Regions from separate parts of the Sus scrofa genome. Here region 1 is linked to region 2. The links are chromatin contacts, called in public Hi-C maps. All regions are on one chromosome and are shown on one strand. The core of a region is the stretch at or near the end of the contact, and the rest is flanking DNA. Distances in the headings are between cores, read along the strand shown. Region 1 overlaps SEC24D (protein transport protein Sec24D). Region 2 holds the start of SYNPO2 (synaptopodin-2).

Region 1 (2,700 bases), core at 93-2,592, 98 kb before region 2:
ATACTAGTCAGATTCATTACTGTTGTGCCACAGTGGGAACTCCCAGTTGGCTCCTTCTTCTTATGTAGGATATGTAGCTAGATAGTAATATCCCTCTTAGCTGTATATACTTCAGGTAAATTTAAGCTACTGTCATTTTCATCCTTGTCTTTTTTGTATATTGGAGACACCCCAAATCAATGACTGTTGGATTAAATAAAATTTTTCCATAGAGGAATTTAATATTGTACAGCAAATAAACATAACGTTAATGATACAGACATCATTTCTTAACCCAGCTTATTTTATTTTTAAACAACTAAGGGTTGTGGAAAGTAACATAATGTCTTTTCTACTAAAGGAAATCTTAGTTACTCCATTTTGCTCTGGTTTCAGTTGAACCGCCTTCCTGCGACACCAACCCCCCTTCCCTCTTCTCCCAGTAACAATTTGTTTCAAATTAGCCAGCCGAGAAGAACGTGTGCCCCGACCTGACCAATGGGAAGGGGACACGTACATCACTCACGTTAGGGATAAATAGGAAGGGTCGTTTCTTCTCTGCGTGTGCTTTTTAAGTACCCGTGCCCTTCTGCAGAAGTAAAGAGCCCTGTCTAGATCTCCCCGTGTTCATGTGTCTCACTTTCCAACACTGACGATCCGAGCCATCTCCCCAACAGAGTGAAGTTGTGTTATAATTTCATGAGAGAAAGGAGGTTCAAAAATGTTAAGCAAGGTCCCGTCGCTAGAAGCGGTAGAGTCCGTTTGTGCTCCCGACCTCAATGGACGCTCGTTCCTGCCGTCCCACCTTACCCGTAAGGATGTCCACCGCCTGACAAAGAATTGCTCCCAAAAACACGCATATACCAGACAAACTCAAGTGCCATTTTCAAACATTCCATGAAAAAATTCCAAATTACAGGTCTGCATAGAGCTTTCTCTTCCTTCCTTAAAATCAGGACTTTATTACATTCTCTTAGCTTTTCATTCAGTGAGAACTTGTTGCTTAGGAAACTTTCAAAGAAAAATCTTTACTATTTTGACCCTCATACTTGATCAATGAGGGGACACATGACTGCGTAAATTTTAAGTCCCTGTATTATCTAAATACCCACAAAATCTGACATTAGGAATCATGAGGCAGAGTACAGATTGCATATTTTACTGATTCTAAAATCCCAGCAAAGTTTCCAATTCAATGCCAAGAAATCACTGCTAATAAGATATAGCCCTATTTTGGAGATGTTACAATATGAGCCTTAGAATTGATGAAAATGATAGGCAGAGGCTCTAAAATACTTCCTCTCCCAAGGCGGCCCCTCACAGATGCCCAGCGTTCTCTGTCCAGGGAGCCTGGTCTTCCGGCACCTGTGTTATGTGGATGTGCCAGGCACTGAGGGGCATAAAACCCACACTGATTCAATGAAGATTAAAACCAAGGAAGAATGTTTTCTTTCTCATTCTTGTTTCTCCTGGAGTTATCCTCCATTTAATATAAAAAGAAAGATTTCCATGAATAATTTTGTGATCGAAAAATAAGCATGGTGCATTTGACTTTTAAACTGTAACTTAAAATAGAATTCCAGCAACCTTTGCCCTGACAAATGTGACTCTCCCTGTAGTCTGCTCTAACACCATTCTAAAAGGGGAAAACATTCTGTTCCTCAGCTGCCAAACGTTTTCATAGTACTTTTTTCACAGCACTACATAAACAGTGGCCAAAATCCTTAAGGGATAAGATTTAGTTTCTAAAGTAACTTCATACATGAAGTATTTTAAATGTGATGTTCATAATTCTATTTCTTCATGAGTACATGCATTTTACTTTTCCAAGTTTTTATGTTAATACATTAAAAATATTGCATTAAAGCAAACAATTTACGATTATAATGCATATATTAAAAAACAGATTCAGGCTTTTGAAGCTTTCATTTAAAATAATTTGTGTATTCTTTAAGTTCTTTAAAAGACATAATATTATGCAGTAATTGCTTTCATTTCAGAGAATATTTATTACTAAAGCTAGCTAAATTGGGCTACACTTAAAAATGCATCATCGCACAATCCTCACTTGCTTTTTAAGTGAATGATATACTACATATTCTTATACTAAAAGCATAATATAAATGAAACCACTTTGGGTTGGGTTGGGCAATATGTTCACATGAATTTTTTTTTTCTTTTATTTTTTTGGCTGTGCTATGGCCTGTGGAAGTTCCTGGCCAGGGATCAAACTCATACCACAGGAGTGACCCAAGCTGTTGCAGTGACAACACCAGATTCTCAACCCACTGTCCCACAAGGGAACTCTCAGTTCACTGAATTTCTAATAATGTAGAAGATAAGTGACAAATACATGGTAATCCATGCTGAAAGCCCAATAAAGAGTGGAAAAGTAAAGTAGATATTGGTAGGCTTCTAGATTTATAGAACATCAGAGCCAGAATTCTCACTCTTGGGAATGGAAGTCCAAGGTCACAATGCAAGACACAGTGGAGACCTAAAGTCATTTCTTGGCTCCTGACCCAGTGTTCCATCTATTGGCTACCATCTATTGTGCTTTAGAGAAAGTAGTCAATTTTTACTGGTTTCTAAAAGATCTTTATATGATCAAAAATTCTTCCTAATTGTTTTGCTGTTCTGCTCTTTATAACAGAATACAACTTCTCATTAATGTGACAGAATAGACTGATATGTTTATTCATTAATTAACACATGATAGAG
Region 2 (2,766 bases), core at 155-2,654:
TAGTGATGAGACACAAATAAAATCCCATGACATGTTTGGGTTCTGGAAGCAGGACTGTGTAACTGATCATTGTCTAATGCTTCCCAGTACTAAAACAGGGAAAGTGTCTGTAAGTCACTGGTCTAGTGCCACAAACTAACTTTCCCAGGCTCTTCTTTATTTAGCTTGTTTTTATGTGGATGAATGTCATGGAAAATAAAAGTATTATGGGAAAATAAAAATGTTCCATTTGTACATTTAGTAGGATGTATTCAGATTTAAAACATTAAAATGTTTTGGACCACATATAAAATCAACTTTTATATTGGACCACCCCGACTCAGAACACATGACGGAAGAACTATAAAAGAAATTTGTCCATGACATAGCATGCAGTTGGCTGACCATGAAGATTTAAGAAGTTTTCTTCTTGTTAAGGAAGAAAGAAAATGAAACATTACTTTAATTTTTAATGAAAATTAAAAATATTCCAGGAGTTCCCGTCGTGGCGCAGTGGTTAACTAATCTGACTAGGAACCATGAGGTTGCGTGTTCGATCCCTGCCCTTGCTCAGTGGGTTAACCATCCGGCGTTGCCGTGAGCTGTGGTGTAGGTTGCAGACGCGGCTCGGATCCCGCGTTGCTGTGGCTCTGGCGTAGGCCGGTGGCTACAGCTCCGATTCGACCCCTAGCCTGGGAACCTCCGTATGCCGCGGGAGCGGCCCAAGAAATAGCAAAAAGACAAATAATAATAATAATAATAAATAAAAAATAAAACAAAATATTCCAAATCGTGCAATTAGATATAGTTATAAGAACGCAGTTTCCAGGAGTAAATCCTTCCTCCCTCTTTTTGTTTGTCTCTTCTTTCTTCTGAACTATAAACACACCAGTTCAGAAAAGTACATTTCAGAGTAAAAGGGTTTTTTTTTTCTTTTAAATAAATGTTTTGCTTTCTTTTATTTTCTCTTCTTATGGGATTAGTTCTGCAGGTTGCAAACAGTAAAAGCTAAGAAAATGAATAATTTAATCCATTTTAACTCCCCTTGTCTGTTTCAATCATCAGTGTGGTAATTCTCAAAACATTTATTTGAGAGAATCTAATCCTCTCGTAGTTGAGTTCTCAGAACTCATATTTTAGGATGTCACTCGTGGCCTGCAGCTTAAAACCTTCATGCGTCCTCTACTATTTATAGAAATATTAAATGGAAGTTTTCCCATTATTCTTTCTTTTAAGGGCTGGGATTTAATCAGGAAGAACTAGAGAACTTTTGGTTCCCCCACCCAGCCCCGCATCTTGCTCAAAATGGGGACCTTTTCTTACGTGTGAGGCTCTTTCGGTTCCCTGAAGGTGGGCTGAGCAAAGGAGCGTGACGCAAGAGTGGGTTGCGTCCTCAATGCCTCTAGCGCCTCCACCGCCTTGTCAGTGATCCCATTAGCGGCGCAAACTCGCAGCAGCTGCGACCCGGCCAGCGGCGGCGGCTGCAGCCCAGTCTCTGTGCGCCCCAGTACTGGTCCTGGGCGGGACCCCGGAGCTGAGTGCACAGCCTCAACCGCACGCAGACTTCGTCTGTCCTTTCAAGCTCTTCATGCTACCCAACTAAAAGAAGAAAATGGGCACGGGGGATTTTATCTGCATTTCCATGACCGGCGGGGCGCCCTGGGGGTTCAGATTGCAAGGTGGCAAAGAGCAGCAGCAGCCCTTACAAGTTGCTAAGGTAGGATCACCGGGCTGGGAAGGAAGGAATGAAAGCAACCTGTTGGGTTTTTCTGGCTCTGATTCAGCAGTCTATATTTAAGTTTGATTTTGATGCTGATTGAATTCTTCTAGGATGTGGGTTTGGTTTTTCTTTTCTTTTTTTTCCCAAACGAACAAAAGAAACAAACCAACCTTTGGAGAGTAACATAGGATGTATGTAATAAACCAGTCGTTAATAGGGGGTAAGAAGGGTGCTGTAATTGTCAGATGAAGAAAAGCCTAGTTAATCAGCTTCTATAGCAACCAGCAAGATACTTGGAAAAGTTTCTTCTAGGCAATATTAGAATATACAGTTGAGTTATTGTTTCATGTCACTTTACTTGGCCGGGCAGAGGAGAAATGCCCAGCTCAGCATAACCAATTAGCTTGGCTATTTGGGGACTCTTATAAAGTATTGGTAGTGACATTCATTATACAACATTCATGGGAAGGCTCATTTGGAGCAATAATTTAAAAAACATGATGGAGAGGTCATAAAATCTACTTGAAAGAATACTCTTTTAAGGATTTGGCTAGTAGATAGAAAAATTCAAGTACTTTCTTCCATCATGCGTATTCTTCTGGCTAATATGCTCAAAATAAAATTCAAAGGCACTGGGAATACACTGTAACTTAGAAGTAACCTTGAGATGCATCTAATAATGATTTTAACTATTTTAGATATTTTTACTTCCATTAGCTTGTGTGTTTCTTAGCTTAACATATTTACCAGTTTGCTTGTGGGGATCTGACATTGTCTAATTGTGATTCAGTTAAAACAAGTCTTAAAATGCATGAAAATAAGAAGGCTTTTACTTTCTTTTAATACTAAATTGAAGTACTATATGAAAGAACGTTTGATTAATTTCCTATTTTATACTTACCTTAAAAATGGATCTAGATCTTTATGAAATATATGGACTCCTAACCTTTGTAGTTATTCTTTTCTTTTGGCTTATTCCTTTTTTTTACTGTTCACTGTGAAGACAGGAGTTTCTTTGAAATTTTCTGCACCCAGAAAACCCTTTCATAATGTGATGGTGGAATCCT

The links. Hi-C and Micro-C count contacts between places; a contact is called where the count stands out from the background.
Region 1: a contact with region 2 is called in a Hi-C map of skeletal muscle, with 4 times the contacts expected there. The contact joins the enhancer-like site here to the promoter of SYNPO2 in region 2. A contact is called at or near these places in 2 of 5 promoter capture datasets (fetal liver and liver), 21 of 47 Hi-C or Micro-C datasets (adipose tissue, alveolar macrophages, blood and 11 more) and 1 of 2 datasets of contacts at active chromatin or transcription factors (skeletal muscle).

Annotation. Positions count from the first base shown.
Region 1 is chr8:104,940,488-104,943,187 of Sscrofa11.1, reverse strand. All of the region lies in intron 11 of SEC24D (protein transport protein Sec24D), which reads right to left. Among named protein-coding and RNA genes, the nearest start is that of SYNPO2, 98 kb to the right of the region's middle. Within about 2 kb of position 1,342, at least 8 of the 83 cell types and tissues checked have an H3K27ac peak or open chromatin away from gene starts, as enhancers often do. A contact at or near this core is called in fetal skeletal muscle, liver and skeletal muscle, where this site is marked.
Region 2 is chr8:104,842,807-104,845,572 of Sscrofa11.1, reverse strand. SYNPO2 (synaptopodin-2) reads left to right here and starts at 1,404. Exons shown (of 5, transcript XM_021100699.1): 1 at 1,404-1,696. The coding sequence starts at 1,592. All of the region lies in intron 3 of SEC24D (protein transport protein Sec24D), which reads right to left.